4 separate regions of the Mus musculus genome follow, and all the other regions are linked to region 3. The links are chromatin contacts, called in public Hi-C maps. All regions are on one chromosome and are shown on one strand. The core of a region is the stretch at or near the end of the contact, and the rest is flanking DNA. Distances in the headings are between cores, read along the strand shown.

What was found. Hi-C and Micro-C count contacts between places; a contact is called where the count stands out from the background.
Region 1: a contact with region 3 is called in a Hi-C map of Sertoli cells, with 3 times the contacts expected there. The contact joins the promoter of Fmc1 here to the enhancer-like site in region 3. A contact is called at or near these places in 6 of 39 promoter capture datasets (the 3T3-L1 cell line, 3T3-L1-derived adipocytes, the C10 cell line and 3 more), 7 of 484 Hi-C or Micro-C datasets (CD4 T cells, CD8 T cells, the G1E-ER4 cell line and 3 more), 4 of 115 datasets of contacts at active chromatin or transcription factors (the SCID.adh cell line, double positive thymocytes, extraembryonic endoderm stem cells and 1 more) and 3 of 9 other capture datasets (adipose tissue, liver and pancreatic islet).
Region 2: a contact with region 3 is called in a Hi-C map of Th1 cells, with 3 times the contacts expected there. The contact joins two enhancer-like sites. A contact is called at or near these places in 7 of 484 Hi-C or Micro-C datasets (the C2C12 cell line, CD4 T cells, CD8 T cells and 3 more), 1 of 115 datasets of contacts at active chromatin or transcription factors (effector CD8 T cells) and 1 of 9 other capture datasets (adipose tissue).
Region 4: a Hi-C map of liver shows a contact between it and region 3, with 2.5 times the contacts expected there. The contact joins the promoter of Atp6v0a4 here to the enhancer-like site in region 3. A contact is called at or near these places in 8 of 39 promoter capture datasets (the C10 cell line, cranial neural crest, embryonic stem cells and 4 more), 2 of 484 Hi-C or Micro-C datasets (embryonic stem cells and liver), 1 of 115 datasets of contacts at active chromatin or transcription factors (kidney) and 1 of 9 other capture datasets (pancreatic islet).

The regions. Positions count from the first base shown.
Region 1 is chr6:38,531,570-38,537,878 of GRCm38.p6, reverse strand. Fmc1 (formation of mitochondrial complex V assembly factor 1) reads right to left here and starts at 3,018. Exons shown (of 2, transcript NM_025363.3): 1 at 2,869-3,018. The coding sequence starts at 3,006. It overlaps n-TRcct1 (a tRNA gene), which reads right to left and starts at 3,948; the gene lies at 3,876-3,948.
Region 2 is chr6:38,580,247-38,586,781 of GRCm38.p6, reverse strand. Luc7l2 (LUC7-like 2 (S. cerevisiae)) reads right to left here. Exons shown (of 10, transcript NM_138680.3): 3 at 1,643-1,741. Among named protein-coding and RNA genes, the nearest start is that of Luc7l2, 32 kb to the right of the region's middle. Within about 2 kb of position 1,546, at least 2 of the 459 cell types and tissues checked have an H3K27ac peak or open chromatin away from gene starts, as enhancers often do. A contact at or near this core is called in Th1 cells, where this site is marked.
Region 3 is chr6:38,335,131-38,341,149 of GRCm38.p6, reverse strand. Zc3hav1 (zinc finger CCCH type, antiviral 1) reads left to right here. Exons shown (of 13, transcript NM_001347122.1): 2 at 795-930; 3 at 4,486-4,738. Among named protein-coding and RNA genes, the nearest start is that of Zc3hav1, 16 kb to the left of the region's middle. Within about 2 kb of position 3,004, at least 43 of the 459 cell types and tissues checked have an H3K27ac peak or open chromatin away from gene starts, as enhancers often do. A contact at or near this core is called in CD8 T cells, Sertoli cells, Th1 cells and 2 more, where this site is marked.
Region 4 is chr6:38,120,906-38,127,643 of GRCm38.p6, reverse strand. Atp6v0a4 (ATPase, H+ transporting, lysosomal V0 subunit A4) reads left to right here and starts at 3,058. Exons shown (of 21, transcript NM_080467.3): 1 at 3,058-3,316. D630045J12Rik (RIKEN cDNA D630045J12 gene) reads left to right here. Exons shown (of 20, transcript NM_194061.3): 20 at 1-4,470.

The sequences.
Region 1 (6,309 bases), core at 1,769-4,268, 200 kb before region 3:
GGAGCAGGAACATAAATTTGAGCATAATTGGGGATGTGTGGATTAGTCCCTGGGCACCACTGCACACATAATTCCTTTTCTCAGACATAATTCCTTTTCTCGATTTGAAAACTAGAACATGTAATACTTGAACATGTAATACTTAATGTACTACAGCAGCGCTCAACTGCTCTAATGAAAACATTTTAAGACAAGGAAGATCATGCTGTGTAGCAAGGACTGGTCTGAGATTCAGCCTTCTTGCCTTGGTCTTACAAATGCTGAGATTTACAGGTGTGTGACAGCACAGTCACTCGTGGGTCAGAGTTAGTTTATGTATGTGAAGATGACTTAGGAGAGAGTCTCACTATGTATCCTAGCCTGCCTGGAAATCACTTGGGTCCTATCTCCAAAGATCAAGATACAGTTGCTGTGACAGCTCAGTGGGTAAGGACACTTGCTGCCAGCCAGACCTGATGATGCTCAGAGTTTAATCCCTGAAACCCACACAGTAGAAAAAGAAACCAGACTCTCCTTTGTCTTCTGACCCCCATGTTTGGCACGCATGCTCCCCCACAAAGATATATAAATATATTTATTAAAAGATAAAAGTAGGGGAAAAAAGAGATGTCCCTGGTTGCATCTTTTCTCCCTAAGGAGTGGAAAAGATGAGCACAGAAATTTTTTAGCCCTGAGCCAGAAAATGAAAAAGCATCCCCCACATTCTTATGTGCCTTCAGTAGAAGACGGTTTCTCAAATTTTCTCTTTCTCCCCAGTCCTGGAGGTAGAACCCAGGGCCTCAGGCTTGCTAAACAAGTACTGTTGTGCTGCCTCTCACAATCAGTCTTGGTGTCTTGAGGGGTCGTTTTTGTTGTTTTGTCTGGTTGGTTTTGTTAGTTTCTTGAGACAGGGTAGCTCTGGTTGGCCTTGAATTCAGGTGTCTGCCCACCTATGCTTCAGGGATCAACAGTGTGGATCGCCATGCCTGGCCCAGCCCTAGAATTCTGAGCATGAATTTATGGTATTTTCCTGAGGAATTTCTTTTGTTGTTACTATTTTGTTTTGTTTTGTTTTGTTTTCTAGATAGGGTTTCACTATGGAGCTCTGGCTGTCCTGGAATTCAACTCTAGACTAGGCTGGGCTCAAAGTCTGAGATATGACTACCATTACCTCCCAAATTCTTTTTGTGAGGAACTTCAAAACCTTTACTACAAAGTACCTTCAAGGACAATAATGTTACCTCTATAAGGTACAATAGCAGTCATATATACCTACCTACTTATCTTCCCCTCTTTGAAACTGTTGGGTTTGCCTTAATTATGCTTTCTTTAAATTTTTAGTTATGTTTTCTTTCCCTGTACCCTTACTTTTCCTAACCTCTATTCACTTGCCAATTCCAGATGCCTAATTATAGCCTACTAGACTTTCTGAAGCACCTCTTCTTCATACCACTGTCCCCTGGTTATCTATACCCTTAGCACTTATTTATGCTAAACATGATCTTATTTTATGGCTCTTCAGGGAGACTGTAGCTTCTTACATGTATATCTTTTGGGTTTGTTTTTTGTTTGTTTGTTTTTTCTCAGAGTCAAGGATACTCTATATAGTCTTGACTGTCCTGGAACTCCCTATGTAGACCAGACTGGCCTCAAACTCAGAAATCCACCTGCCTCTGCCTCCCAATTGTTAGGATTAAAGGACATGTTCCACCAACACCTGCCACATCTTATTCTTGATATTTGGCCCTAGTTCTTAATACACAGTACCTAACATAACTTTTTAAAAGATAAGTGAATTTTAGTTCTAAAGTTTTGCAATGCTCAAATTCTGTAGTTAAGATAATTGCTCAAGAACTTAAGTTTCCATTCCCCTAAATTGTAGCCATGCTTGATCAAGCAGAACTGGGCAGGTGACTGTCCCCGAGCCTTAGTGTTTGTATTTGATCTTGTCCAAAAGGCAGAGAATTGAGCATTACCACATTTGGAAAATTAACCATCTTCCATTCCTTTCTAAGAGGAATATGAACTGTGGATTTCACAATGGCACTTCCCAAGGATAGCATTCTGTATGTTTATGTTTGTTACACCAGTAAAACATGTCATGTATCCTGTCATGCAGAAGGCTAAAGATGTGACATCTCCATAGAATATAAGATATTGCTTTCCTCAGTGGTGAAAGGCTAGTACTAAATAAAACAGTACCACTCTTCAACTCTTGAATATTCCCCACTAAATTGCCTTAAAAATTGCATTTGCCTGGCCCATGCCTTTAATCCCCACACTCAGGAGAAAAGGGCAATCAGATGTGAGTTCAAGGTCAATCTGGTCTAAACAGCAAATTCCAGGTCAGCCAGAGTAATGCTGAAATTCTGTATCTTCATTCCCCACCAACACGCAAGCAAGCAAAAGCACGCGCGCGAGCAGGCGCGCGCACACACACCTACACACACACACACACACACACCCGTCAAATCACAAAAACACTGCTTCCTATTAAAACTTTAATGTAGAAAGGATGAGGAGAGGGGATGCTTGTACCCTTACGCCTTTAAGTCTTACGACCCCTAGGACCCACTTCACACAACGCCCGCTCCTTACTCCATTCCACACCCCATGCACCAGACAAACCAATGAAATCGTCAGAGACAGCTCCACCCCGGTGGGTGGCAGATACGAAGTCCCTAGGAAGGTGCGCCCCACGCGGCTTCTGGGCCAGTAGGGGATTTCAGACCGCAGGTTAGCCGAAGGGCTGGAGTCTGTGGTGAGACCCGCAGGTGGAGGACAGGGTGACTCAGACACGTTTGTCCTGAGACCCTCTATCACCTGCGCAGACCGCCCCCTCATCCGCCCTCCCGCGACCTGGAGCCCACCCAGCCGCGGATGCCGTACCCGATGTGCTCGGAAAGCCTTAACGAGGTACCGGTAGGCCGCTGTGTCGCGATATGGCCGCCCGGTGGCCGCGTTCAGGTAGCGCAGCTCCCTCAGAAGGCCCCGCAGAGTGCGCGCCGGGGACCCCAGGGCCGCCATTTTTCTGTCCTTGGAGAGCCTGGTCCCTCACTGCCTCGGGCGAGGTGTTCCCCCGCCCACTCCGCCCCACAGCGCCCTCTACCGACCACCCTTGGAGGGAAACGCGAGTGACAGGCACCTCAGGGGACCAGGAGAGCAAGGGAAGGTGCCGAATCCTCTCGGCCCTTCTGACTGCGTCCCTTTGGACTGCCGTAAGCTGATGGCCGCCGAGTCTCTGAGGAAAGGTGTCTGGCAGGAGAGTATGTGGATGTCTGGACATAGGTCACGCCAAAAAGATCTTACTGTTTCTACCAGGGATGTCAAAATTAAACGTACCGACCTCCAACTTTATGGTCCCCGCAGCCTAGGAGAAGAAAATGAACTCATACCCTGGTATGGCAAACTGCAGCCCCTTTACTAGTAAAGCCTCACATCCAGTTCTCTAGTTTTGTTTTGTTTTTCTGTTTGTTTATTGTTGTTTTTCGAGACATGGATTCTCGGTATAGCCCTGGCTGTCCTGGAACTCACTCTGTAGACCAGGCTGGCCTCGAAATCCGCCTGCCTCTGCCTCCCGAGTGCTGGGATTAAAGGCGTGCGCCATCACGCCTGGCTTTTTTTTTTTTCGTTTTGTTTTTTTTGTTTGATTGTTTTTCCCCGCAGTTCTCTAGTTTTAAAACAAGATGGCCGGGCGTTGTGGCACACGCCTTCACTGCCTGCAGAAGCAGGCGGATCTCACAGCTCATAGACCATTATGGTCTGCAGTTTGTTCTAACCCAGCCAGAACTAGGTAGAGAGACCTTGTCTCTAAATACATAAAATAAACAGTAAGTTTGACTCGCAATAATCATCTAATTAGATGATGTTAAAATAGATAAAAAAAAAAAACGAACCACCCCAGATGGGACTCGAACCCACAATCCCTGGCTTAGGAGGCCAATGCCTTATCCATTAGGCCACTGGGGCTTCTTCTACTGATGTCCTCAAACACCATAATCAAGTTATTTCCTGTTTCGTACGTCATCACTTAAATTTATTGTTTTTACCCTATCACAGAGAACCAAACTCAGCCTCAGTGTGAAACGGATGCCTGCTGGGAAATGTAGTTTAGATGCCAAGAGTCAACCGCTTCACCCTGCAAACAGTGGATGCCACGAAGCCGAACGGGCTCCCGCTTTTGCTTACGTGTTCGTGTTTCTGTGCGTAGTAGCTCTGCGCCTGCGCAAAAGTGGGCCCGGGAGACGTCAGAGCCAAACGGGCTGCGGAAACCAGTTCCTCGAGCCTCCCTCTGGTCCTATTCTTTGTCAGATTGTAACAGGAAAAGCCAAGCCCCTTCCGATTGGGCTACTTTCAGGGTTTGTCTTCGCTCTTAGCTGGTCGTTAGGTGGCGTTTAGGTAGTGGTCAGTTTCTGTTTCCGGTTACAGCGCTGAGGCCATTTCCGCAGCCAAGGATGTATTAGAATGGGGTTCAGTTTTCGAATTTTCAAGTGGGCTATAAGTATAAGACGGTGCGAAATTAGTGCCTACTATAGTAGAAATTAGGGATAATTAGAATTTAGGTTTGTTCCTAATTGTATACCGTAGACAAAACCACTTTGGGAGGAGGGGGTGAGGAGTGAGACCGGGTTTCTCCGTGTAGTCCTGGAGGTCCGGGAACTCGCTCTGTAGACCAGGCTGCCTCCCGAGTGCGGGGATTAAAGGCTTGCGCCATCACCGCCCTGTCATAAAACCTCTTTTTGAGGTGTCAGTGGCTCTTTATTTTCTAAGAAGCAGTTCAGTCTATTTAAGGTTGCCCTTGTAGACCCTACCTCATTAGCTTTTTATATGTTAACCTTCGTCTAGCTCCGGCCGCTTCTTGTTCCCCTCTGCTCAGATATCTGAGCTAGCCTCTTTCCTCAGTCCCAACAGCCTGCATATCGCCTTAGTATTCCTATTTACTCTCTGGGTCTTTTGACTTGCTCGGTGTATGTTAGAAGCTGTTCTAGGCCCTTTAGGCTCTCTATGACAAGGTTACAGTTAGCTTTGTCATTCGTAGTGGCATGCTTAGGAGGAAGAAGGATCTCTGTAAATTGGAAGCCTCCGTGAGACCCTGTCGCAAATTACATTAAAAAAAAAAAAAAAGTTACTCCCTTGTGTTAGAACCTAGACCAAACTCATCCGCAACTATGTCTCTCTTCCCTAGCAGCTGCTCCTGGGTACCAGCCCCAAGCTAACGAACTCTAAGTTATCGGGAGCTACCCCTGCATGATGAAGTCACACTAACTAAACGGGGTTTCTCCTTCCAACCTCTTCACATCGAGATCACACATTACCCTCAACCCCCTCTCCCTCCCCAGCTTCCCTCTCTCTTGTCCCCTCCCCATCTTCTCTCTCCCACCCCCCCTCCCCCTCTCCATCTATTCTCTGTTCCTCTTCCCTCCTACATGTCCCCAGCCCCCCTCATCCCTTCTTCCTCTCTCCCCTCCTCCCCCCTTTCCTTTTCTCCAATAAACCTTCTCTATATTAAAAAAAAAATCACATTATCACACATTACATCCTTGATTGTAAGACTTTCTCCTTCCCCCCCCCCCCCATCCAGGAGTGAAAAACATCCTAGTTACAAGCATGGACTCTTGACATGGAAGCTCACCTACCCTTCCCTCTGAAACCAGAAGAAGAGATACCCATTCTGACATTTGAGTCTTAACTGCCCTTGCATTCTCTTCAATGCTGCTGACTGCCTGTTGATTTGTGGCATTAATAATTTAAATAGATTTCTTACCCAAAAGAAATTTTCTTACAGTGTCTTAAAAAGTGTCTTACCCAAAAGACAGTGTAGCCCTGTGTCTCCTTGAGCCCCAAACTACAGGAAAGCGTTCATCTCTTTCCTGGCTCCCTCTCTTTACCACATTAATATCCTGTTGTGGTTGTCTGTTTTCTTCTTTCAACTGGGAGACTTGTCATCTCCCAAAACCCTGTACCTAAGAGGAAAAAAAATGTTGTGCCAGGCCTGTCATGACAGTTTAGTTTGAGGCTCCTAAAGGTGATAGACATAAAGGGGCTTCAGATTCAGAGCTTGTGGCAGCTGGGAGCTAGAGGCCGGGCCGGCAAGTAATTGGTGGTGGTAGGAAGCAGGCCCACCTAATTGGGCACACACTTGGTGGGCTCAGTGTTCTTCCCTTCTCCCTCCAGGTTTGATCTTTGAACTCACTCGTAGCAGTCAGGAAGACAGCCTTCAAGACTAGCCAGGGACAGAGGTCAGAGAGCTTAGTCAGACTTCCAGAGTCAACCATAGCTGTAGGCAGAGGCAGAAGGGCATCCTGTTCCCACTTCCTGCCTCTCAGGACC
Region 2 (6,535 bases), core at 297-2,796, 250 kb before region 3:
GTGTAATTTAATTTCTCTTTGCCTGCATATATATATGTATATGCACAGTGTCTACAGACATCAGAAGAGGGCATCAGATCTCCTAGAACTGAAATTATGCTTGTGACCGAAAATATGAGTGCCCTTAACCATTAAGCCCCACGTTTATCTTTATACGAGAAATCTTTCTTTTGTCTTCTTCTTCTCCCCACCCCCTCTTTTATTTGGTTTTCAATTTGAGACAGGGCTTCGTTGTGTAGCCTTGGTTATCTCGACCTCATTGCTCTGTAGACCAGGCTGGCCTTGAATGGAAGCTTTGCCTGCCTCTGTCTCCCCCGTGCTAGGTGTGCCCCACCACCACACAGCAAGAAAGTCTTCTATAGAAAGAATGATATTAAATCACTCTGTAACTCATGGATACCTAAACAGCATTTTCTATTTCTTTTATTATTTTACATTAAAAGCATGCCAAACTGGGAGGTGGGTGGGGGTGGGGTGAGGTGAAGCATGCCTCTTAATCCCAGAACTTGGGAAGCAGAGGCAAGTGGATCTCTGAATGTAAAGCCAACCTGGTCTACAGAGCTAGTTCCAGGACAAGCAGAGTTTAAAACTTCTGTGTTGAAAAAAAAAAAGGAGGGGAGGGGAGTGGCAGTGGCAGGCAGTGGTTGGTGGCACACTCCTTTAACCCTAGCACCTGGGAGGCAAAAACAGGTGGATCTCTAAGTTCAAGACCAGCCTGTTCTACAGATCGACCCCCCAGGATTACCAGAGCAGCACAGAGACCTAGGGGAGGGATGGAGGGATAGAGGATGAGGGTGTGTGTGTGTGTGTGAGTGTGTGTGTGAGTGTGTGAGAGAGAGAGAGAGAGAGAGAGAGAGAGAGAGACAGACAGACAGACAGACAGACAGAGAGACAGACAGAGACAGAGAGAGAGAGAAACAGAGAGAGAGAGAAACAGAGAGAGAAAGGGGGAGCAGGGGCTGGTGAGATGGCTCAGTGGGTAAGAGCACCCGACTGCTCTTCCGAAGGTCCAGAGTTCAAATCCCAGCAACCACATGGTGGCTCACAACCATCCGTAACAAGATCTGACTCCCTCTTCTGGTGTGTCTGAAGATAGCTACAGTGTACTTACTATAATAATAAATAAAAAATCTTAAAAAAAAAAAAAAAAGAAAGGGGGAGCAACATGGTTCAGAGGCTGCAGGATAGTCTGGAGATAAGTGCTTGTTACTATCAGTTAAGACTTTTATACAGCCGGGCAGTGGTGGCGCATGCCTTTAATCGCAGCACTCAGGAGACAGCCTGGTGTACAGAGTGAGTTACAGAATGAGTTCCAGGACAGCCAGGGCTACACAGAGAAACCCTGTCTCGAAACACACCCCCTCAAAAAAAAGAGAGAGAGAGTTTTATACATTTTCATAAATATTCAATCTCATATACTGAACATTTTGAGTTAGGGCTAGATCAGTGATAAAGTACTTGTCTACTCTGTATAAGGCCTTGGGTTTCATCTCAGCACTACAAACTGGGGTAGTGTGGGTGAGTATTATCTATATAGTAACCTTCATACTATCACAAAGATACGTTCCTAAGTAAGAGACACTAGTTTACGTTCAAAATTTTACCACAACAGACAATGTAATATGAAAGCAAAACCACATACATCAAGTTCAAAGAAAAAGTCTTGTTCTTTGGACGCAATTTCATAATCTGCTCTTAAAGCCAGGTCATGGACTTTCAAGCATTCTCCAAGATCCATTCTCTAGGAAAGAAAATAAAGACAATATATTAGAAACATGTATTTTAAAATTCATCACTATCACAGTTCTCTTCAGAGAACTGTATAATATACTAAGTCATGCAGTGAGTACACTTCTTCATTTAATGAACTGTCAAAATATAAAATTTTAGACAATTAGAGCTGAGGAGGTAGATTGGTTGCTAAGTGCTTATCTGGCATACAGAAAGTCCTGGGTTCAATCCCTAGCCCTCCATAAACTCAATATGGTGGTACAGACCTATACTATCAGTGCTGTGTAGATAGAAGTAGGAGGATTGGAAAGTCAAAGGCCAGATACATAGCAAGTTCAATATCAGCCTGGGCTCATGAGGAAATCTCAGAGGAAAAACACAAACCAAAAAAGGGGGGCAGAAGGGGACGAAAACTATGATTCTTTTTGGAATGTGATGGCCTTTCTTGTTTTATTATATTTTATTTTCTTTGTTCACATGCACAGACACTTGCCATGGAGTAAATGTGGAGGACAGAGACCAACATGTGGGAACTGATTCTCTCCTACCAATCCTGGGGATCTGAACTCAGGCTATCACTGAGCCATCTCTCCAGCTCCAGCCTGATACTCTTGAGATGTTAGGGTTATAGATATTTGCTGCCATAGCTGCGTTGTTTACCACTCATTAGATTCATTTTAAATGCATCCTCATGAGAAACATTTTTCTGGGCTGATGAGATGGCTCAGTGGTTGCTCTTTCACAGGACTTGGTTCTGTTCTCAGCACCGACATGGCAGCTAACAATGATCTGCAACTATAGTTACAGGAGGTGTGACACCCTCTTTTTGCTATGACACCCTCATCCAGCACCAGGCATGCATGTGGTACACAGATATACATGCAGATAAAATACAACAGATGCAGTGTGGTGGTGGCGCACGCCTTTAATCCCAGCACTTGGGAGACAGAGGCAGCTGCCTGAGTTCAAGGCCAGCCTGGTCTACAAAGAGAGTTCCAGGACAGCCAGAGCTATTCAGAGAAACCCTGTCTCAAGAAAAACAACAAAAACAACAAACTCACAAAAGAAAAATTAATCTTAAAAAGTCTCAGGTTAGAGGATCTCATGGCAGACAGACAAACGACAAATCGGGGAAGGAAAGGAGGGAGGAAAGAGGCAGGTGTGGAGGAAGCAGAATTGTAGTAGTATTACAAACACATTTAGTGGAACGTTCCTGCAATCATAGCATTTGAAACACTGAGACATGAAGACTGCAAGTTAGGGGCCAGTAATCAGTCAGTGTCTTCCTTCTACCTCCAAAGAAAAACAAAAACCAACTAATGTAACAACGAAATTAGAGCATCTTCTACAGCAATCTGAGACTTACTTGTATATCTAGAAACTAAAATGACTCAGCCAACCTTGCTTTTTTGCCAATAACCTACATATGTACAAAACAAAATATACGAACAATCATTTTGTATAGTACCCTAAAAAATAGGACATTCACTAGATAAAGATTTTGAAAAAATTCAAAAGATTTGAAAGAACTGATATAAAGCAGGCAAAATTTAACTAATCATACCTTATATTTACAAAAATTTACAAGTAGTTAGGTATGAACAAAGAATTACAGAAATTCTAAAACTAGTCAAGGTTTGGGTTGGTGGTATGAGCCTCTGACCCCTAGGGCTTAGAAGGCAGAGGAGGCACTTTGTGCATTTGAACCAAATCTACATAGGGTACCTATAATCCTAGCACTTAGGAACCTGAGGCAGAATGATCTCCAGTGGGTTTCTTAGACTACAAAACACTGCCTCAAAAAATTAAGCTAAGGGGCTAGAAAAATGGCTCAACACTCGCTCCTCCTCCTCCAGAGTACTCCACTTAAGTTCCCAGCACTCATGTCAGGCAGCTAACAATGACCTGTAAATATAGCTCAGGAACGTGACACCTATACAGTCACCTGCATATACCTGGCACACATACACAAAGATACACACCCTAAAATATATAAACACACACACACACACACACACAAAAAAAAAACTAAGAATATTTTACAGTATGGCATAAGATAAATCTGTGTGATCTAAAACTGTGCTCTACAATCTCATAACAAATCTATTACTGGTTTTTTTTTTTTTAAAGATTTATTTATTAATATATGTAAGTACACTGTAGCTGTCTTCAGACACTCCAGAAGAGGGAGTCAGATCTTGTTGCGGATGGTTGTGAGCCACCATGTGGTTGCTGGGATTTGAACTCTGGACCTTTGGAAGAGCAGTCGGGTGCTCTTACCCACTGAGCCATCTCACCAGCCCTATTACTGGTTTTTAATGAATACTTTGATAATTAACTTTACATCTTGATTTTCTCTTCTATGATTTCACCTTATCTGGCTTTTATGCACATTTTAGTATTAAGATACCTGGTCTCAACTATTCATCTTTCAAAATGTGCTTCTTAGGTCAGAATTTGCTCTAATATATTTTTTTATTCATTATTATTGTTTGTGTGTGTATGGAAGGGGGCCTGGGGGGAAGTGAGTGTCACAGGATGCCTGTGAAAGTGAAAAAAACAACCTTGTAGAGTCTGTGTGTTCCCTACCTCTACATTTATTTTACATGAGTCCTAAGGATGGAATTCTGGTTGCCAAGCTTGCATACTAAGTGCTTTTATCCATGAAGCCATCTTTACCAGACCAGAGTTCATTCTTAAAAGCAAGCCTTCTAGATCTGGGAACTCAGCTCAGTGCTAGAGCACTTACTTAGCAAATACAAGGCACAGAGTTTGGGCCTCAGTCAAAAACAAAACCCCAAAACAACAGCAAAAACCCAAGGCAACTAAAACTAGCCTTAAGAGATTTTTTTCACTTCACTTGTGTCCTTCTAAAACTAGCTATAATGAGGTGTATCTGTACCCCAGTATCTTCAGAGTCAACCTCATTTCTCCAGGAACATTTCTCCAAGGACAACAGGTATCACAAGACAGTTTTTCTGAATTATAGAAACAGTCCGTTGCTTTCTCTTTTGTATCCACCATGACAAAGTATCTGCTTTGATATGGTATCAGGCATAGTATTAAAAGAAAAAAAAAAAAAAAAGTCCACAAAGAAACTCCTTACAACTTCCTGCCCTTGTAAAAGTCAATGCAAGGGGAAACCTACCTTGGTCAACAATTTCCATGACCCTAGTACCCTAAGCAATTAAAAGCCACTACAGAAGAAACCACAACAAAAATACACCGAGGACCAAAACAATTCTCAAGAGCCTTTGCCCCTCTTAAGCTCCATCCAGACACCACATAAATGAAGCACTAATGCTTCCAAAACCAAGTGAAAACATACTGGCTGCTGCCGGTGATACTTCTCTTCAGAAATAAAGTGAATAAAACAAAATAAAATGCTTGGTTTACTCTGATTTCAAACCATTTCAAATGTTTCTCCAAGAAGTCTTGACCAATTATTATCTCTGATCCTAATAATTGCTCTTTAAAATTCCTCAACATCTACATTTTTTCCTGTTTAACAAAGTAGATTCTATTAAGTGCTTTTAATTTTTTAATTTCTGAAAGTTGATGTTATCATTCCAAATGGACTCTAAGCTTCCTAAGAAAAATGGTCTATTTCTGTTTTTCTCTCTACAAACCATGTTTTGCACTGTCCATGTTTCCCAAGTCATTACTATTAAATACATTTGGCTTGAATAAGCAACTCTGAAGAATTTGAGCAATATAATCTGTACAAAGGTACATGGATATAAGCTTTAATAATTTTTTTCTTAGAAAAAAGAAATATCTTAAGAGCCTCTTTACCAGAGTTTGATGGAACATATAACCATTAAAAACCATGATCTTGGGCTAGAAAGGTAAGGTTCAGGGGTTAAAAGATCTAGTAGCTTTTCCAGGACCAAAGGTCAATTCCTAGGACCTACATGATGGCTTACAACAGTCTGTAACTCTAATTCTAGGGGATTCCAATGCCATCCTCTAGCCTTGAAGGGCACCAGACACACATGTGGCAAAACACCCATGTATGTATGTATATATGATGTTGAAATAATAAATTTTAAAAGATCAAGACCCATGTCCCTTCTAATGTGCCTAGTAGTCCAAGCCTATAAAATTAGTATTTGAAAGACTGAATCAGGAAGATGAACATCAGCCAGGGCTAACACAGGCTCTCTTTCAGTGTGTGGTGGCATATACACTTAATTGTATCACTTGGGAGGCAGAGAGAGGTGGATCTCTGAATTCCTGGTCAGCCTGGCTCTAGAGTTCCAGAAGAGCCAGGGCTACAAAGAACAACTGTCTTGGGGGTGGCGTAGTGTCAACGAAACTCTCCTTTAGCAAATGGTTTAGAAAGAGTGCTCACACAACACAAAATTTAAATTTTTCACACATCCTTGACAAGTGGGAGAGAGATGGCAAAAAGACATAAAATATGTTCCTTATATGTGTGTGATTTAGAAATACATTACTAAGCTAGTGGTATGATGGGCATGGTGCTCATGAAATTCAAAAACAGCCTGGATACACAACTTTAATGCAAGCACTGCCTGGGTGAAACTATGAGGAAATAGGTGGGGTGGGAAATGCACTACGATGAGACATTTGTTTTGTAATTTTGCTTTTGTTGTTTGTTGTAGTAATAAATATTAAAAATCCCAGATTCTTCATGGCCTTTGACCATTTATGTTCCTGGATAAAAAATGCACACAGCCATCATATTTTTACTATGCCTTAGATAGCACAATAGCTGTTATGCTGACTAAGGGTTTTGAGGTTTTAGAGATAAGGTTTCTCTGTGTAGCCCTGAATATCC
Region 3 (6,019 bases), core at 1,755-4,254:
TTTATCTGTATAGTGAGACCCTGTTGTTGTTTGTTGTTTAAAGTATATATTTGTGTATGTGCAATCAAACTGAGGTCACTGGGTTTGTTGGCAAACATTTACCATTACCCAGGATGTCATCTGGCTGGGCCAGTGGACCTCATAAAATTGTATTCTTTCTGTAGGATTGATTAGTCTGTGTTAATTACCAAAGGATACAGCATTTGATCTTTGCTGAGTGAAAGTTTAGTGAACTTTTCCTTTTTAATCTACTTCACACATGCTAAGCAGGTGGTCTACCACTGAAGTTGAACTCAGTCTTTTAGGCTGGCGTATGGAATGATGGATTTCAGTATGGTGTTTTCACATCTCCATGCCCTGCCGGTTTGTTCCCTTCTCCCAAGGCCCTTCCCTGCTCCCCTGCACCCTCTTGGTACCCTCCCCCTTTTTAAAAGATTTATTTTATGTATGTGAGTATGCTATTGCTCTCTTCAGACACACTAGAAGAGGGCATCAGATCCCATTTATGGTGGTTGTGAGCCACCATGTGGTTGCTGGGAATTGAACTCAGGACCTCTGGAAGAGCAGTCGGTGCTCTTAACTGCAGGGCCATCTCTCCAACTCAGTAAACCCTTTCTTCTTCCCAGTAATTCCTTCTGTGTCCTCTTTTCTTCTCCCCCTTTGCTTAGAACTCGAGATGCCTGCCGTCCCTCTCCCGGCCCTCTTTCTACCCCCATGCCGTGTGAATATGGCTGTCTTCTTTCTCATTTCCGCTGTGACGTGCAAACATTGACAGTTGTCCTCTGTCCTTCCAGGAACCTCTGCAAATATTCTCACGATGTTCTCTCGGAACAGAACTTCCAGGTCCTGAAGAATCATGAGCTCTCCGGGCTTAACCAAGAGGAGCTGGCGGTCCTCCTGGTCCAAAGCGACCCTTTCTTCATGCCTGAGGTAGGTCCTGGTTCTCACTTTAAACACCAGGCAAGAGTATTATGTGCAAGCCAGACGTGCTGGTGCACACCTTTAAACCCAGCACTCTTGGGAGGCAGAGGCAGGCAGATCTATATGAGTTTGAGGCTAGCCTTGTCTATGTAATAAGTTCCAGGCCAGCCAAGGCTACCTGGTGAGACCCTGTCTGAACAAATGAAAGAAGAATTTGGGTCCACATGGCTGCCAGGGATTCCACTGTGAACAAAGATGGCTTGAAGACGTGGCGGTAGCTGGACTGCCTGAGGCTTAACATCAGGGTAGCCTTGGAATTGAAGCTGGATGCCTGAAAGATGCAGGCACAGATTGTGTCACTGTGCCAGAGACTCCTACTGTAAATTCAGTGATAAAGAAAATATACTTTAAGCTTTTTACTCCTTGATAGCCTCATCAAGGACCAGTAGGCTACAGCCCAGAAGCCAAACCTAGTCCAGAAATAAAAGTCTAGTGGAACACAGCCGTGCAGATGAGTTTACAGGTTTTCTGTTTCTGTTTCCCCCTCCAGGGGTCAGGTGAGTAGTTGCAACAGAGACTGACTGGCCAGAAGAGCCTAAATTGTTGACTGTGGATTGTTACAGAAGTACGGTGCCTCTGGGTCCTGTGTGGATGCGGGCAGGCAGATATGCCGCAGGGTTGGGAAGAGGGTCCAACACCTTTTTGCAAGACTCATGTTAGTGAGTTACGAGCCCTGTTGTCTTCGGAATGTGGCTTTCATCTCTTAGTACAGGGATTTCTGTCACCACTTTTTAGTCAGTGGGATTGTAGAAGGGAAGTTGAAGCCAAGCAGTTTACCCTTTTGAAAACTGGACACTGTGTGTAGCACATCTGCTCACATCTCATTGGCCAGTGCTAATCACATGGTCATATTAGTTGAAAGTGGGGCTGAGAAATGTAGTTGCTGGCGGAGTGGCTGCCTGTCAAGGACTTCTATTACTAGAGGAAAGACAGATGATGGAAGATAATGAAGTCTTATTTGCATAGGCTTATAGAGTGGAGAGTCAGTTGATGTTGCTCAAAGGACCATGCATGACCCGAGAAAAGCCCTTGAGTGGAGAATCCCTGAGTGTACCCACAATACAAAGTCATTAGCAGTCTCACACAGAATGGGAGACTGAGCAGGAGCAACGCCGAAAGGGGCAGAAGACAGACAGGGAGGCAGAGCAATACAGGAAGAGATGGAAGGGTAGAAGAGATATGAAGCTGCCAAGAAGGTTGGAGTTCTGTTAGATAAGACAAGCTAGCCAATGGAGATTTCTTGAGGATTGACCATTTGGGGGCATTTAAAAACTCTGGCACAACAGGTGATTTTTGAGGTGTCCACTGAGCTCTGAAGGCAGGGCGTTGTGTAGCTTGAACACATAGAGATCCACCTGCCTCTGCCTTCCTAGTTGGGGTTAAAGGTATACCCCACCTCACCTGCTCTTTGTTTTATTAGAGACACGAGCACCCTATGTAGCCCAGGCTAGCCTCAAACAGACATACTTTCTCCACTTCTTGAGGGCTCATAGTAGTAGACACGTACTATTATGCTTGGTGTACCTGCTACTGGGAATTGAACCCAGGGCCTGTGTTACAAGCCAGCTCCTGGATTCCTCTATGTGTCCAGGTGATGCTCATGGTTCAGACACCTCACTTTAAGAACTGTGGTCTAGAATTAGATTCGGTAGCACTTATGCGCTGAAGTCTGGTTCTAGAGGCTCTGTCACTATTCCTGGGGTCAGCCTTTGTCTCTGCATCCAGACTCATTCCCAGTTCATACAGCCTATTGAACTAAACACCTTCATCTTTCAGCTGCCTGCAAGGTGAGGCTAATGACTAATCATTTTCTTCACCTAGTGGCTCAGACACCTGCCTCAGACTTCTTACTTTGCACAATACAGTCTTATACTTTGTCACGCCGCCTCCCAACAGATGTTAGGCAGGCAGACAGAACAAATATTTTCCTTCTGCTGTCGAAAAGGAAACAGAAACTAGAAGGTCACTGGGACCGGGAGGTTACCCAGCTGCTTCTAGGGCCTTGACTTTAAAGCAGTCTCTGTTAGCCCTGTAGCCACATGATCTGATTGCACCATCCCTGGATTTTACTCCAGCTCTGTAGAGCTATGTGTGCAGATGTGTTTGTTTAGAATACTGTAACTGGGGGCTGGAGAGATGGCTCAGCGGTTAAGAGCACTGACTGCTCTTCTAAAGGTCCCGAGTTCAAATCCCAGCAACCATGTGGTGGCTCACAACCATCCGTAATGAGACCTGATGCCCTCTTCTGGGTGTCTGAAGACAGCTACAGTGTGCTTATATATAATAAATAAATTAAAAAAAAAATAGAACACTGGAACCTTCCTAACACTGTGCCCCTTTAATGCAGTTCCTTGTGTTGTGGGTGACCCCCAACCATCAAATTATTTCATTGCTACATCATAACTGCACTTTTGCTGCTGTTATGAATCTTACCCTGCTATTTGACCCCCAAAGGGAGTCTAGATAGTGGGTAAGGATTTCCTTACTGAGTTGGTTATGGTGGTGTGTGCCTGCAATCCCAGCACTTGGGAGGTCAGGGAAGCAGGATTATGAGTTGAAATCTAGTCTGTGCTACATGAGTCCTCGTGTCCAAAACCTGAAAGCAAGGCTGAGCAGCACAGTGGTGCGCACCTTTCATTCTGGCTAACAAACAAAAACCAAGTGGGGAGGAGTGTGCACACCTTTATCCCAGTTCCTGGGAGGCAGAGGCAGGTGGATGTCTTCATAGGTCAAGGAAGGCTGGAGAGATGACTCAAAGGTTAAGAGGGCCTGAGTTCAAGTCCCAGCAACCACTTGTAGTCATCCATACGGTGATATGATGCCCTCTTCTGGCCTGCAGCCACACATGCAGGCAGAGCGCTGTAAGCATAATAAATAAATAAATAAATAAATAAATAAATAAATAAATAAATCTCTTTTTTTTTAAAAGAGTTCATCACCCTACTTCTTCCCTCTCTCCCACCCCTCACATACAAAATCATTTGAACAGGTCCTATTCTGGCTATCAGAGACAAATGACAAAATCCCAAAGTTGCAAATAACACACACACACTTTTTTTTCCTTTCAACGGTAGAGTAAGTTAAGATCCAAATTAGACTTCCTCTTTGGGGCTCCCTTATGATGTCCTGTGTACAGCTTGCCATGTGAGTTTGATTCTCCCAGGAATTATCAAATTCATCACTATTTTTCTCCTTTAAGTTTCCTTTCTTTTAAATGCAAGGTTTCTGCACTGCATTTGTGATCCTCTTTGCCTCGGCCTCCTGAACACTGGGTTACAGGTATGCACCATCATACGTGATATTGTCTGTTAATTCTTTCGACTCTTCTGTCCCCAAATAAGTCACCAGTTGAAGCCATCTCATCAGCCTTGGGTGTTGCGTGCATTGTTTCCCCCATGGCTCTCCTGGGTTGTTTTTTTTGGGGGGGGGGGCTGCACCCTTAACTGGTGGTGTGGCAGCCAGGTCCAGGTGTTCTTGCCTCATGGTTCTTTCTTTCTTCTCTAGATATGCAAGAGTTACAAAGGAGAGGGCCGCAAACAGATCTGCGGGCAGCCGCAGCCCTGCGAGAGACTCCACATCTGTGAGCACTTCACCCGGGGCAACTGCAGTTACCTCAACTGTCTCAGGTCTCATAACCTGATGGACAGGAAGGTGTTGGCCATCATGAGGGAGCATGGGCTGAGTTCTGATGTGGTCCAGAACATCCAGGATATCTGCAACAACAAACACACTCGGAGGAACCCCCCTAGCATGAGAGGTATGCCCTTTCCCTTTTAACTGTGTGAATTTGCAAATGTACAGAAACCACAGTGGGGCATAGTGACACACACCTTTCATCCTAGCACTCAGGAGGCAGAGGCAGGAGGATTTCTGAGTTCGAAGCCAGCCTGATCTACAGAGTGAGCTCTGGGACAGCCAGGGCTACACAGAGAAATCTCATCTCAAAAAACAAGCAAGCCAGCAAACACAAACAGAAGGAAAACTGCAAGAAATCTGCCTGTAAAATCTCAACTTCACTATCTGCATGCACCACTTTAATACAATTGAAACAATGATGTGTATGCAGTTTTACAAGTGGCTCTATCCCCTCATTTTAAAAGAGCTTATTATAGTCTGGTGGTGGTGGCACACACTTTTATATAACATACCGGCACTCAGGAGGCAGAGGCAGGTAGATCTCTGAGATGGACACCAGCTTGTTCTATGGAGCTAGTTCCAGGACATCCAGGGCTACAGAGAGAAACCCTGTCTTCAAAAAAAAAAAAAAAAAGTTTGCTTGGGGGTGGGACATGTGTGCATCAGTTAATTCCAGGGCTTTGGAGACAGAGGCTAGCCTCAGGAAACTCTAGCTTGTGTCAAGTTGACATAATAAGACTGGCCAGCATGACTGTATTACTTATTATTTTGTGTGTGTATATACAGCCATATGTGTGGAGGTCAGAGGTCAACTTCAGGAGCTCTCTTTCCCCAGACTAACCCCAAGTCATTCAGGCTTGGTGGCAGGCACTTTTATCCACTGAGCCATCTCACTGGCTCTTCTTGTCTAGTGGACGCAGTAGAAGCCAAGTTTATGAAGGGGGTAGAATCTCTGACTCTAGGATCTGCAGTGAAGCAATGAAAAGCTACGTCTCCTGGTACTTAGTCTACAGAAGACTTTGCCCCAGAATCTGTCATCATTACTCCTCACAGCGAAACTGTGATCAATGGCGGGTTTATTACTCATTAACTTCACCTAGGGTAAGGAAAGGAGTGTTATAAGTCCTAAGCAGCTTTAACTCATGCTTGGAAGACCAAACAGTACTGTGAAGATGAAATCAAAAGCCGTGCTTGTGACCCGAGCACAGGAATGCAGCTTCCACACCACAGTGCCCTGAACAGAGAGTGACTGTAGAGGTGGGTTTGTGAGCTCTTCACAGCGTGCGGGAGAGAGCTGCATATCATTGTTACTTCTAGTTAAGCTATGTAGTTAGACATCATGACGGGGGAGTAACTAAGCTAGCTCAGGCAGTCAACGGGTTCTCCAGGTCGGGAGTGAGGG
Region 4 (6,738 bases), core at 1,809-4,308, 210 kb after region 3:
ACAGCTCTGAGGGCCTTCACCTTTCTGTCTGAAATACAACTGTGGCTTTTGCAGTAGAAGACTATGTTGGTGGTTTCATTGTGTTCTGGGGTCTGGGGTGGGAAAGAAAAAGAAAAAGCTGTACTTGGGAGGGGGAAGCTTCATATTTATTTGGTTATTCAAAATACATATCAGAGTTTGGGTTTCCAGTCTTAGTTGCATTTGTTGTTTATTTGTTGGGCTCACCCAACTCTTGACACCATAGCAGAGCATCTCCGCAAGGTCCATCCTCCGGAATGAGGCTGTTGGGGTGTCCTAACCCAGGTCCTTGTGCTTCACTGACAGTTTGCTCACAGGTTATGTTTGAATGTCTTATGGAAGCAGACGTTATTTTCCGTGATTCTTAGGACTACCTGTCTGTCACGAATCTGCCCACGGTAGTCAGGTCCCCTGAGCTCTGGACTGGAAGTGGAACTGTGTTCCTGCCAGCCTCTGTAATGACTGAAGAAATACAGGGTTTTGAAAACATGAAGGAAATGAGAGTTTCCCCCCATTCCTGATTTAGCTATTATTTCTTTGTCTGAAGTCTGCCATACTCACTTTGGGCCAGAGAGAGGTTACCTCACAGTGTGCTTCTGACGTCACATTTCTCGGCCTCCGACATTATGACATTCTGCATCCTGGTGCCTGAAGGAAACTCTGGGAAATTGTACACTAACAGGGAGTTGAACCATGAAGCTCTTCGTCAGATGAATGAATACTTTTGATTGGACAACAGATAATGGGTTAGAGTTTGGGCTGGGGTGGTGGTGGTGGTGGTGCTCAGCCTAATCAAAACTGTGTGTCTGCAAGTTTGAAGAAAATGGAGACAGCTAGAACAAGCCCCCAGACTGCAATCACTGGCTCCAGAATTGTCTTTGCCCTTCTCACCTGTTCCTGGAAACTGGGGCAGCCAGTGCTTATCTGCACACTCCAGATGAGAAGGCATACAGGAGGGGGCCCACTGATCTTTGTCAGATGGCCTGCAGGCACTCTGCAGAGGATGGAAGAGGAGACCCCTGTTCTGGGCTTATTTATTAATCTTGATTTAATACGTTCTCTTCCCAAGCTGGAAGATCCTCTTTCCAGGCCTCTCTAACCAAGTCTCAAATATCCAGGCAGAGTTTTAGTATGACATTGTGTGATGAATGCAAATCAACACACAGAATAAATGGCTCTTTCTCACCTTATGTCATGAATGTTTTGGACATCAAGCATCCTAATGGTACCTCCTTTGTACAATGCCAAAATGAGCCTCGGTGTCAGAGGATACAACAAAAACAGCAATTTTGATGCCTTTGAAATGATGAAGGGATTCTACCTGTATTTTTACTCTTAGAACAGATACAACTTTAAAGGGTGTCACAACCAAAGGTGGAGTGGAGTGTGGCATGCAGGCTCTGTGGGGGCGCCAGTGCTCAGTTAGTTGTTGGTTATTTAAAGCACACTCAGTTTGCACTCATTTCCCCTAAACAACTGGCACAGCAGGTTGACCATCCTTAAACTGCTGTGAAACATGCCACGTCCTGCAGGCGTCCAGTCAATCATCCAGTGTGCTCCCCTAAAAAACGTCGTCCTCAACATGTATTAATTATTAAAGTGCTCCAAAATGAAAGTTAAGTTTAATGTCTGTCCTTTCCTTCTAATTTTAGAAGTTCTGTTGAGAAACACAAACTGCAAATTTAAGTCAGCATTTTTAGGACAGAGTGCTTGGAGAAGTGCTTTTTTGCAGTCTCCTTTGTTGCTGATTTCATGTGTCCGATTCCTTCTGTATGTCATTCTTGTTAACAAGACCATAACCTCCCCGACCTGACACCTCATATGATCTCTGCTTCTAAAAATCAGGTGTGATCCTACTTGAAAACAACCCTTGAGGAGGGCGCCTCGGTCACTGTGAGCATGTCAGAGGCTTTCTGTGTAGATGTCCTGCCATGGGTGATGTGTGATCTACCAGTGGCTGGGTTCACCCATCAGTAATCAGAGCAAGACAAATGAGAGCAAAGCCCCATGTGACTCCTCCTACTGCTGTGTTGTTTCAAACTTACCAGGTCCTCTGTCAGTTTCAGAGGTCACCTGTGAAGCATCTTTTTTTTTTTTTTTTCTTTTTTTGCTCCCAACTTCCTGACACTAGATGAGTCAGCAGACATGAGTCCTGACTTCCAAGAGATTTTAGAATCTAAGCTGGATAGTACAGACAGGTATAAAAGATGGATGCTATAGATAAGCAGGGTGGCTTAGATACCCATAAAATGCAAAAGGCACAGGTGTGTTGAATATTCAGAAGTCAAAGAAATTACATGTTTGGGATTGATGAGTCTTTAGGGCAGAAGCCAGCTGCAGAAGCCACTTTGATGTTACCCAAGCCACAGCGCTAGATAAGCCTCACAGTTGTCCAGGGGAAGGGTTTAGGAATTGGGTCTTTTGTCCAAGTGACTTCGGTCTTAAGAAGAAATAGTGTTGGGAGGGAACCTGTCTAGTAACAGAGCTAGCAAATGTCCAGGCTGGTGAAGATCCGCTGAGCAAGAGCCCTGGTGTGGGGAAAGGGAGGTCAGAGTACCAGGAACTGCTGATGTCTGCTCTAAAGTACTTGAGTGGTGCTAAGCTGGGCCTTGCAGAGCTTAGCTTATAGCAGACCTTGAGCCTCCTTGGTTACAGCAGGTTGTGGATAAGTTACATCGGGCTTCATCATCTATACCTCCATTTTTTCCTCCAGTTTTTAATTTACTTTCGGAGTTTGTGTTGATTTTGATGGCACGTGACTTTTAAGCAGTAGGATTTTGCCAAGCAGAATTTTTGAAGGCATGAGGCCAGTGACCCAAAGCACAGGTGCAAGTGTGCCTGGAAGGCTTCCAGCCAAAACCAGTAATTCCCTGCTTTCTTGTATACAGAGTGTTCACTGCTATTTCAGATCTTGGTGAGTGTTCCAGTAACCAAGCCAGTCCCCAGGACACTAGTCTACGTTGGCAGGACTTCACAAGTTAATCATTCCTTAGGCCTCCCTTGGCCCTTTCATCCTGGATTCTTAGGTGGGAATCAGACACTTAGAAAGATGTTGGGTCAAGGTTCTAGGAGCAGGACAGAGTGTTCCTGTCATAGTACACACTAAGTTTCCCACTAGCAGAGTCCTCGCCATGTCATTTCTACCTCCAAAGTCATCAGAGCCTGCTTGTCCACATCTGGTCCAGGTGGGAGTACAAGGAAGGCTGCTTCTACACCCATGAGCACAAATACGTCTGTGTGGGACAGTCCACTGAACGTCGTCATTTAGTCCAGCCCATTGCAGGCATTCCTGGAACAGGTGAGAGGGTTTCTACTTCCCATGAAGTATATAGGCTTACACTCATCACCTCGTAAACAAGAACGGGCACATTTCAGGTGGCTTATTTTGTGGGGGAGGGTGCTGGAAGGGGTTGGTGGTGATTGTGGGTGTCTAAACTGGAATTCTTTTGTCCATGTTAAAAAGACTTGAAAACTGAAACGTCACGGTACAGTGTTAATTCACGCCTGTGTGTGTAACAGGACACTCAGCAATTATCTTAAGAACACACAGCAGCATTGACGTGTAGAAAGAGAATAGTAAATGCCTTTGGGAACACGGTTGAGAGCCAGCCAGGACGCAAGGGGAGCAATGAATGTCTGTGTCTGATATGCTCCTCCCAGGTTGGTGTCCCACTGGACAGGTCACAATGCAGGCTGCCTGCTTTGCCTCCTCCTGTGTTTCCCTGCTCCAGGGCCACTTCCAGGGATTACATGGAGGATCACCGATGTCTTTTCTCATGCCCACCAGATATCAAGTACTCATGACTTGACTCCCAAATGCGCCGTTACAGGGCTAAGTTAAAGCCAGACTTTAAAGTTCTGTCACGGTGGTAAGGAAAGAAACAGGAGGTGCTAGAGGAACCAAGAGTTCTGGTCATTAACTCAGTCATGCCGAGCACCAGGGCGCTGGTTCTGAAACGGTTAAGAGAAAGGCTCTGGGCTTTGCTCCCATCTCTGCACAGCGCACTGTGGAGCAGAGAGGAGGGAGACAGGAGTAGGGTTATCAGGGAAGCTTGCTCTGCCAGGCTGCTCCAGGATGCCAGCTTGTCTCTGACTCGGTTGAGGTCCATGCTCTGACTTTCTGCACCCTCGTGCTAGGCGATTCGTGTTACTATACAAAACCGCAGAAGGAATTGGGCCACCTGTGGCATCAAGACTGCAACTTGACAATCACGGTTTGCTGATCTCAAACGGGCACTTAAAGCCTGGTATGGGTGTGTGATTTAGTGACTGAGCCTGCCCTTCTGTTTGTCAGTTACGTTTCTACCCTTCAATTAGCTGCACTGTTTTCTAATGTGCTGTAGAGTTTGGAAATAATTTATGCAAGTGTTTGGTTCCCATGTTTACAATTTTTACAGCTTTCCTAGGATTTTAAAATGGAAATGTCAATAAATGCTACGAATCGGTGTGGAAGCTGTTCTTTGTGGTTCATTCCTTGGGAACACGGTGGCTTTGTAGTTTGTCAGTGGTGGTTTTTTATGCTGAGGTGACCTTTGGTTCTCTGGTTTTGAGTGCCTGCTAAGAATACCTAGTGTGGTTCTCCAAGGACTTCAGTTCACAGCATTCCATTCCTGGGAGCTGGCAGAACTGTCCCCACTTGCAGCAGTGGTACCATGCCCGCTTGCTGCTGTCCAGTGGCTCGGCTGGTGTGCCCTTAGAGCAGATGCCAGCACAGTGAAAAGATAGGACACTGTGGTGTAAAAAGGCAAATGAGAAGGGCAAAGGTCATTCCACCTTGAAAAGACAATTAAGAGGGCAAACAAGGGGTTATTTTTGAAACCCAAGAAAACGAAACTCCCTGACAACCTGAGAGCAGAAGAACGCAGAAAACAGAGGACCCCAGTAACTAAGAAAAACACGGAATCCTAGGGGCCACAAACATGGACAGCTTTGTATAAAAGACCTTGCGAATGGGGAAGCTGTGGAAAAGATCCTGGAACCCTGTCATTCACAGCTGTGTTTTAAAACGTGCCAACAAACTAATCTTGTCAGGTAGACAATGCTAGACAGCTGGGGTAGACAACAGGATACTGCCATGTCTCTTGCAGTCCTGCCTTGTGCATGACCTGTTCTGTATGACTGGGACCCGCCACGCTGCTGTGAGGGCATGGCTCCTGCTCACAGTGACAGCAGAGCTACCAGTTTCAAGGCTCGGAGAAAATCTTAAGATGAGTTCAGCCAGGTACAGTAGCACAAACCTTTAATCCTGGCATTCTGGAGGCTGAGGCAGGAGGACCATGAGTTTGAGGCTAGTGTAGCCAACATATTGAGGTCATGTATCAAAAAATTTAAAGTTAATAGGAGCTGCCTGTGCTTAGCATGCTTGGGGCCACCAAACAAGAATGACCAAAAGGGAAGCTCAAACCCGGCAGCAGGCAGCAGAGGCCACTTGGAAGACTCAGGTGGTTCAAAACAAAAAAAGAAAGAAGTCTTAATGGTTGTAAGGGAGATGGCTCGGCACATGTAAGGGTGTAGGGTTGTGCAACCCTAATGACCCAGGTTCAGGCCCAGAACCCACAAGAATGCTGAACGTGGCAGCCCACATCTCTGATCCCAGCAGTCCTGCAGTCAGGTGAGAGACCCAGATGGAGAATTACCCAGAAGCTCTTAGGAGCAGAGTATGTAGTGTGCCAACAGAGAGACCCTGCTTCACCGAGTGTGTTTCCACAGGCATGACATGGCCGAGAGAGCACCTGTATACACACCCCCTCCCATAAAATAACAAATTTAAAAACTTGGCCATTGAGTATCTTAGCGTTTTTCCCTCAAGCCTGACTACCTGGATTAGATCCCATCAGCCCGTATGATGGAAAGAACTAAGTCTTGTATGGTGTTCTGGAACCTCCATGCGTCTGAATGCACACAAATAAGTAAAATGGAGAAAAATAGTAAAATTTTAAAAGATTTCAAAATCTAGTAGGAATGGGACATTATGAATGTTCAAACAAACTTGAAAAAATATTCGAAAAAAATAGAAGCACACATGAATATTCAATGATCATATATTGGACAGTTTTGTTAATAAGTATTGGGCAGGGGTATAGCTTGGTAGTAGTGAACTCACCTGATATATGCAAGATCCTAGTTTTGGCCCTTAGCACCAATCCCCCTCTCTCTCTTCCTAATAAATATATATGTAATATATATGTATGTGTATATATATATACATATATATGTGTGTGTGTATATGTATACATACATGCATACATATATTGTAGTGACTAAGGATTTAAAACAAAAACACAAGCAAGCGTCTGAAGTGCTGTGAGACCTGGAGAATGTTCTACGCAGCCAGATTTTACCTGCTCTGAGTGTAAACAGGTCCAAAGTACCCGGGAGAGCAGTCACTAGGAACAGCTGAGGCTTTGAAGGTCAGGCTGCTCCCATGCCCAAGGCAGTGGTCATTCCTTATCTCCTGCACCCCACCTCCCCCATCCCCCACCCCGTTTTTACTCCCCCCCCCCCCTGCCCAGCACAGCTTAAGTAAAATGGAAACAGGACCAGTCCGGCTCCTGAGGAATCATTTACCAAAACCTTGTTATTGCAAGATGCCCTGTTTGTGCAGTAACCTGATAGCTCAGTGGATCTCCAGCACTTTTCTCACCTGTGGGTGGGGTGCCTTTGACTCCTGATGTTCAGGCCTGGACCGATTCCAGCTGCAGACTTGGGTAAACCACATCT